Linked DNA regions of Zea mays: region 2 is linked to region 1. Evidence: chromatin contacts called from public Hi-C data. All regions are on one chromosome and are shown on one strand. Each heading gives the region's core, a stretch centred on a gene start, on an enhancer-like site or on the middle of the called end of the contact. The rest is flanking DNA. Distances are from core to core; before and after follow the strand shown. Region 1 holds the start of LOC100216700. Region 2 holds the start of LOC100281367.

Region 1 (2,700 bases), core at 164-2,663:
CAACAACACCAGAACTAATGTAAGGCCTAGAAGCAAGAGGCACAGCATGCTTAGCAATAGTTTTCTCAACAGGTCTCCTCATCTGCAGAGGCTTTGCAAGTGTAACATTCTCCAAGTGCATTGGCACAGGAAGAGCAGGTTGCATATGGATCGCTGATGCTCGCTTTCGAACTTGACTCGGTCGCAGCATGGGTAGCTCTGGGGCAAGGTCATCCTTAGGTGTTATTGGGCGGAGATTAATTTCATCTGGAACCCAACCTTTGAGCACCTGATTGTCCTTCACTTTTACCGTAATGAGCGAAAACCCAGGAACTTTCTTGGTCAGCTTGCCCACAAAATGCTTGCCAAGAAAGTCATCTTTGCCAGAATTACCTTGAAGAGAAGCATTAGCTGAATTCCTAGGTTGAGCGGACCAATTACCATGAGCACCGCCACCAGATGCATGGCTGGCCAGACTTGAGCCATCTTGTGTGCAGTGAAGAAGAGGTGGGGCGCTCTGGATGGGCTGTACCTTCTGTGGTAGTTCATTTACAGGATACTCATATTTCCTTGGGCGGCCACGCTTGCGCTTTGAACCCGAAATCGATGAGTGATCCACGGTCAAAGCTTCATGAGGTACGTCTTTGTTCCCTTCTGATGCCATCTTTACTAGTTTTGTTGAACCAGCTGATCTGAAAATGGTAAGAATACCCTATTGGTGTCAATCGGCACTTGTTTCTCTCCTCTAAACCTGGAAAGTGACGCGGTAGAATGAAAAAACACCCTCTGAATGAAAAGGGACGCGTAGAATTTACAGAAGCTACACGCCTACACCGCACAATTTGCAACCAACAATGCAATGTTTAGATTGCGTCTTGGTAAAACAGCAGTACAGGGTGGGAAATCCAGTGTTCTCAGAATGCATTTTTTTATATCATAGATTTTGAGGCTGCCGCTACATGATCCAAAACGATTACAAGGCAGTAGATAAATATATTTCCTGGTCTAAAATGCGAGAGTAAAAGGTAACCAATAAGAGTAACTTGATTCCTCAAATCAACACACAGGCCGTTTGATCCCCTGCGCATGCGTATATTTAATGCCTACCCTGCCATCTGCATATATACGAACTTCACACGGGGACATCGTGACCAGTCGACCCCTCAAATTAGAAAATAAACCGCCATGACACTCCGCCATACATCAAGTGAATAGCCTTTATAGGAGCATCCATCCCAGAGAGAAATTTAATTTGAAAGCTGACACCAAATAAATGGGTAAACAGACAATGAATCAAGATGAACTATGGCTTTCTTACCACTGTCCCCTCCACGCGCCAATCCGGAGGGATCGAGCGCCGCGAGGGAGAAGGCGAGAGGGGCCGTTGCGGCGGAATCCGGATCGCCGCAAGGGAGAAGACAAGAGAGAGGGAGGAGGGAGGAGGGAGCGTCAAGTAAAATTGGGGAACGGAACCTAAACCACAATTAACGCGAGGGAACGTCGCCTTCAGAATAGAGGCCCATGCTTCTTCGCTTGTGGGCCACGTGTTCGGAGGCCCACGGTACCGATGGAGCCCAGGGCGGCTCTGGCTGCGCGTGTGCCGCCGACCCAGCTCCAGGAGAGTAGGAGACCAGCCGACCGTGGGCACGCCGTTCAGCTGGCCGATCGAGCGCACGTGCTCCCTCCCTCGGGCCGGCGTACTGGTGATGGCTTCAAGCACCGGCTGCGGGTGGTGTTGGTGACGGCGAGCGGCGGGCCTCTCCGGACATAAAATCGCCATCGTTAGCTTCCTCTCGACCTGCTCATTCGTTCTGTTGCCCACAAACAAGTTCCCAACCCTTCTTCTATTGCTGCCATGAACATGCGAAGGCGTGAAGCCAGCAGCCTTGGCGTTCCCTGTTCTGTATGAACCACTGAAGGTCGGCCATCACCAAACTCCTAATAAGGGAGTTAAAATAGAATATAAAAGGGTTAAGTTTTGTAACTCGATGCCATAGAGGGAGTAAGTGATTTTGCGATGGCATACCAGGGACAGACAATCGCAATGGTGTATAAAAACATCAGGAAAAAGAACAATTGTACAAACAGTAACCGAGAACAGCTGAACAGATCTTAATCTTACATATCCCACTCTTATATAATAGACAAAAAAACAATGTACTTAAAAAGAACTAACTGACTAGCAAACGTCAGAATAAACTGAACTTCATTCCATTGAAGATCCAAGTCGAGAAGTTGGGCAATTGGCTATTGGCTACTGGACAATGCTACACTGTTTTTTACTTGAAGTACAGTTCAAGCAACTTCTTCAGGGTATCAAACACGCTTGTGAATGGGTTAAGTGCGACCGGTGCCTTTAGCTTGAGGTCTGGGAACTGATTCGTCAAGGCCTCATTCATCCCGGGCATCGACATCATCAGCGCAATCTGGTCTGAGGACATGTACTCGCAGTCTTGAGGAGTGTCCTTGATCTTGCTTGGGTCATAGCCGAAGTTGGCAACATAAGACTTGTACTTGTCAATGAATTCTGGCCCGGGGTTGGGTGTTCTTGAGTATATCTGATCAATGACAGAAAGATGTTTTAGTGCCTATGGTGTTTCAGATTACGAGTGCATCGGATAAGATGTGTTTACCATTATAGAGGTATGCTTTTTATACTCGCTTAATATTACTATCATTCAACGGCACACACTTTTCAATGTTCAATTATCCATACAACAA
Region 2 (2,700 bases), core at 170-2,669, 280 kb before region 1:
TCTTCATTTTTCAGCATAAGAAAACTGTGCAATGTGCAGTACCTCCATCTGCTGCGTGTCTGACGATATAACAAAGTTATCTGCTCCAAGGAGGTTAATGGCTTCTTCCCTCTTCGATTCGCTCGTGCTGAAAACCGTGACCTTGAGGCCGAAGGCCTTGCCAAATTTGACCGCCATGTGGCCTAGGCCACCGAGCCCAATGACTCCCAGCGACTTCCCAGGCTGCTTCATGTTGTGCCGCGCCATTGGGGTATAGACGGTGATTCCAGCACACAGAAGAGGCGCTGCCTGCGCCAGAGGGTAGCCATCGGGTATCTTGAAGCAGTACCTAAAAAACGTCGATTGGTCGACAGGAAGCTCTGCCTTGTCAGGAAATTGCTGTACTGAACTTGGTTACATGAAGTAGCTAGGGATCAACAACCCGAACTGGGTACACAGTACACTGCATGGCTTACCTTTCATGGACGACAATGTGAGTGGAGTAGCCCCCCTTTGTGATGGTCCCATCAGCATCAGTTGTGTTGTAAGTGAAAACTGTTTCTGGGCAGTAGTTCTCCAGAGAGCTGTTGCAGTTCTCGCAGTGCCGGCACGAGTTCACGTAGGTTCCAACGCCTGCGTGGTCACCCACCTTGAAGGCCTTGACGTCTGCGCCAACCTCAGTCACAACCCCAGCTATCTCATGCCTGCGCGAACCAACAGATATATAAAGTGCGAGCTCCCTACCTAGCTCTACTAAGCTAGGGGTTCAGTGTACATGTTCTTACCCAGGAACCAGAGGATAAACTGAGTCGTTGTGCTTGTTCTGTATCCACATAACGTCACCGTAACACACCCCGCAGTATATGATCTTCAGCGAAACGTCGCTGCTTTGCACTGCCCTGGAAAAAAAAAATACCAGAAGGCATAGTAGACGTTATGAATATGTACGGTTACGGATGGTCTACCGTCTGCTATGCATCAGTTTCACGATTTTAGGCTGTGTTCGGTTATTCCCGTTCTGTGTGAATTTAATGAGATCGAAAGAAATTAGAAATAATTTTTGACTTGCTAGTGATTTAAATCAACCCACTCCACAGGCAGGAAAAAAAACATGATGTACATGTAAAAGGCAAGGAAAACAACACTGGCAGCTATTCCAAAGAATTCTAGCATAGCGAGAAGACAGACAGCAGTGTTCTGAAAAGGCGATAAAAAAACATGATGATGATGAGTTGTGCACCAAATGAGGAGGGGGAGCCACCTCACCTGCGGTTAAACTTGTATGGTGAGAGAACCCCAGAAGGGTCTCTGGCCGCCCAAGCATCGCAGTTGCCGTGCTCTGCTGCAGCAGCCATTTGGAATGAACTGCAGAATCTGACAGATTTCAGCTGCAACAGAAGATCGAAGCGGGGTGGTGGAGTCTGTGTCTGGTGTTTGGGCAGCTGCACCTGACGGCGAGGAAGAGCCTTTTGTACCACGCGCGGCCCGCTGGATGGATGTGGGACCATCGGAGACGGTGGCGACAGCAGTGACGCCGCAGGGCGCAGACCCGGACGCCGGACCTGGCTGGCTGACGGCCGGGGCTCCATCGCTGATTAAACGGGCTGTGCAGCCTGTGCTGTGCGGCCGGCGCATCAGCGCGTGCGTCAACACTTTTTAATGATTTGAGTTGGACGCCTTCAGTCTAGAGATGTCAATGGGCCCCGAAACCCGATTACCCGTGGGGAATTCCTCTATTAGGGTTAAGGTATGGGTTAAAACAAATCCCCATGGGTATAGATTTGGAATAAATCCCTTACCCATCGGGTATGGCGGGTTCGGGTTTGGGAGGGCTAAACCCAAACCCGATTAGCCATGGAGAAAAATACCCGGAACCAGAACAATCTAGCATCTAGGATTTTTATTCCACCATCCAGCAATCCAACGACATTTACTTGTGGGCTGCCTGTGACGTGTGGCCTAGTGGCTGCCGACCAACTTTGGGCCTGTAGGAAAAAGCCCAGCCGCCAGCCGGTCAACAAAGTAAAAAAACCTAGAGTCCCAAGCATTGCGTCCGCCGGTTAACAAATAAAAAGCCCATTAATTTTTGAATAATCGGGTCGGGTATGGATACCCATGGGTATTTAGTACCCGGTCGGGAATGGGTATGGGAGGATTTTCGTACCCGAGGTCGGGTTCGGGTTCGGGGATGGGGGCCGGTCTATGTTCATGGGTACGGGTCTGGGGAGTTAATCCCCGCTGGGGAATTCCCCATTGACATCTCTACTTCAGGCCGCTAATGTGCATCTTCTTCTTCCCACGCGCGGAAGAAATGATTCGTGTCAACAGCCAACACGACAGGACAGTGACACGTAAAACGCCCCCTCCTTCTCGCCGGCTTCCTCTCCTTAGCCTTCCAAAAAGCTTTTATGTGACGAAACAAACACGACGGCAGTTTGAAAATTCCACATCTTGATGCACGAAACTGGAAACCAATCACGTGAGACCCAGGTCCTTTATTCATCTGTAAGACACGGCCTGCCTTTACGCCACGTGGTACTCCGAATCTCAAAGCCAGAACTGACCGCAACATTATTTTTTTCTGGGTTGGGCTGTATCCTATGCCAAGAATTACGGAATTGCAACCAAAACCACTATCCAAGTCACGAACGACCAAACCTTATTGTACGCGTGTGCCTTGTAAAAGATAATAGATAAAGCACTCGATTCTATAAAATTGTT

Evidence for each region. Hi-C and Micro-C count contacts between places; a contact is called where the count stands out from the background.
Region 2: a contact with region 1 is called in a Hi-C map of ear, with 1.6 times the contacts expected there. The contact joins the promoter of LOC100281367 here to the promoter of LOC100216700 in region 1. A contact is called at or near these places in 3 of 25 Hi-C or Micro-C datasets (ear, leaf and tassel).

Annotation. Positions count from the first base shown.
Region 1 is chr2:8,943,736-8,946,435 of Zm-B73-REFERENCE-NAM-5.0, reverse strand. LOC100216700 reads right to left here and starts at 1,413. Exons shown (of 8, transcript NM_001143106.1): 1 at 1,298-1,413; 2 at 1-730. The coding sequence starts at 643. LOC100283155 (chloroplastic lipocalin) reads right to left here. Exons shown (of 5, transcript NM_001156057.2): 5 at 2,009-2,537. The coding sequence ends at 2,259.
Region 2 is chr2:9,224,736-9,227,435 of Zm-B73-REFERENCE-NAM-5.0, reverse strand. It overlaps LOC100281367, which reads right to left and starts at 1,419. Exons shown (of 6, transcript NM_001154285.3): 1 at 1,246-1,419; 2 at 765-878; 3 at 456-683; 4 at 43-328. The coding sequence starts at 1,334.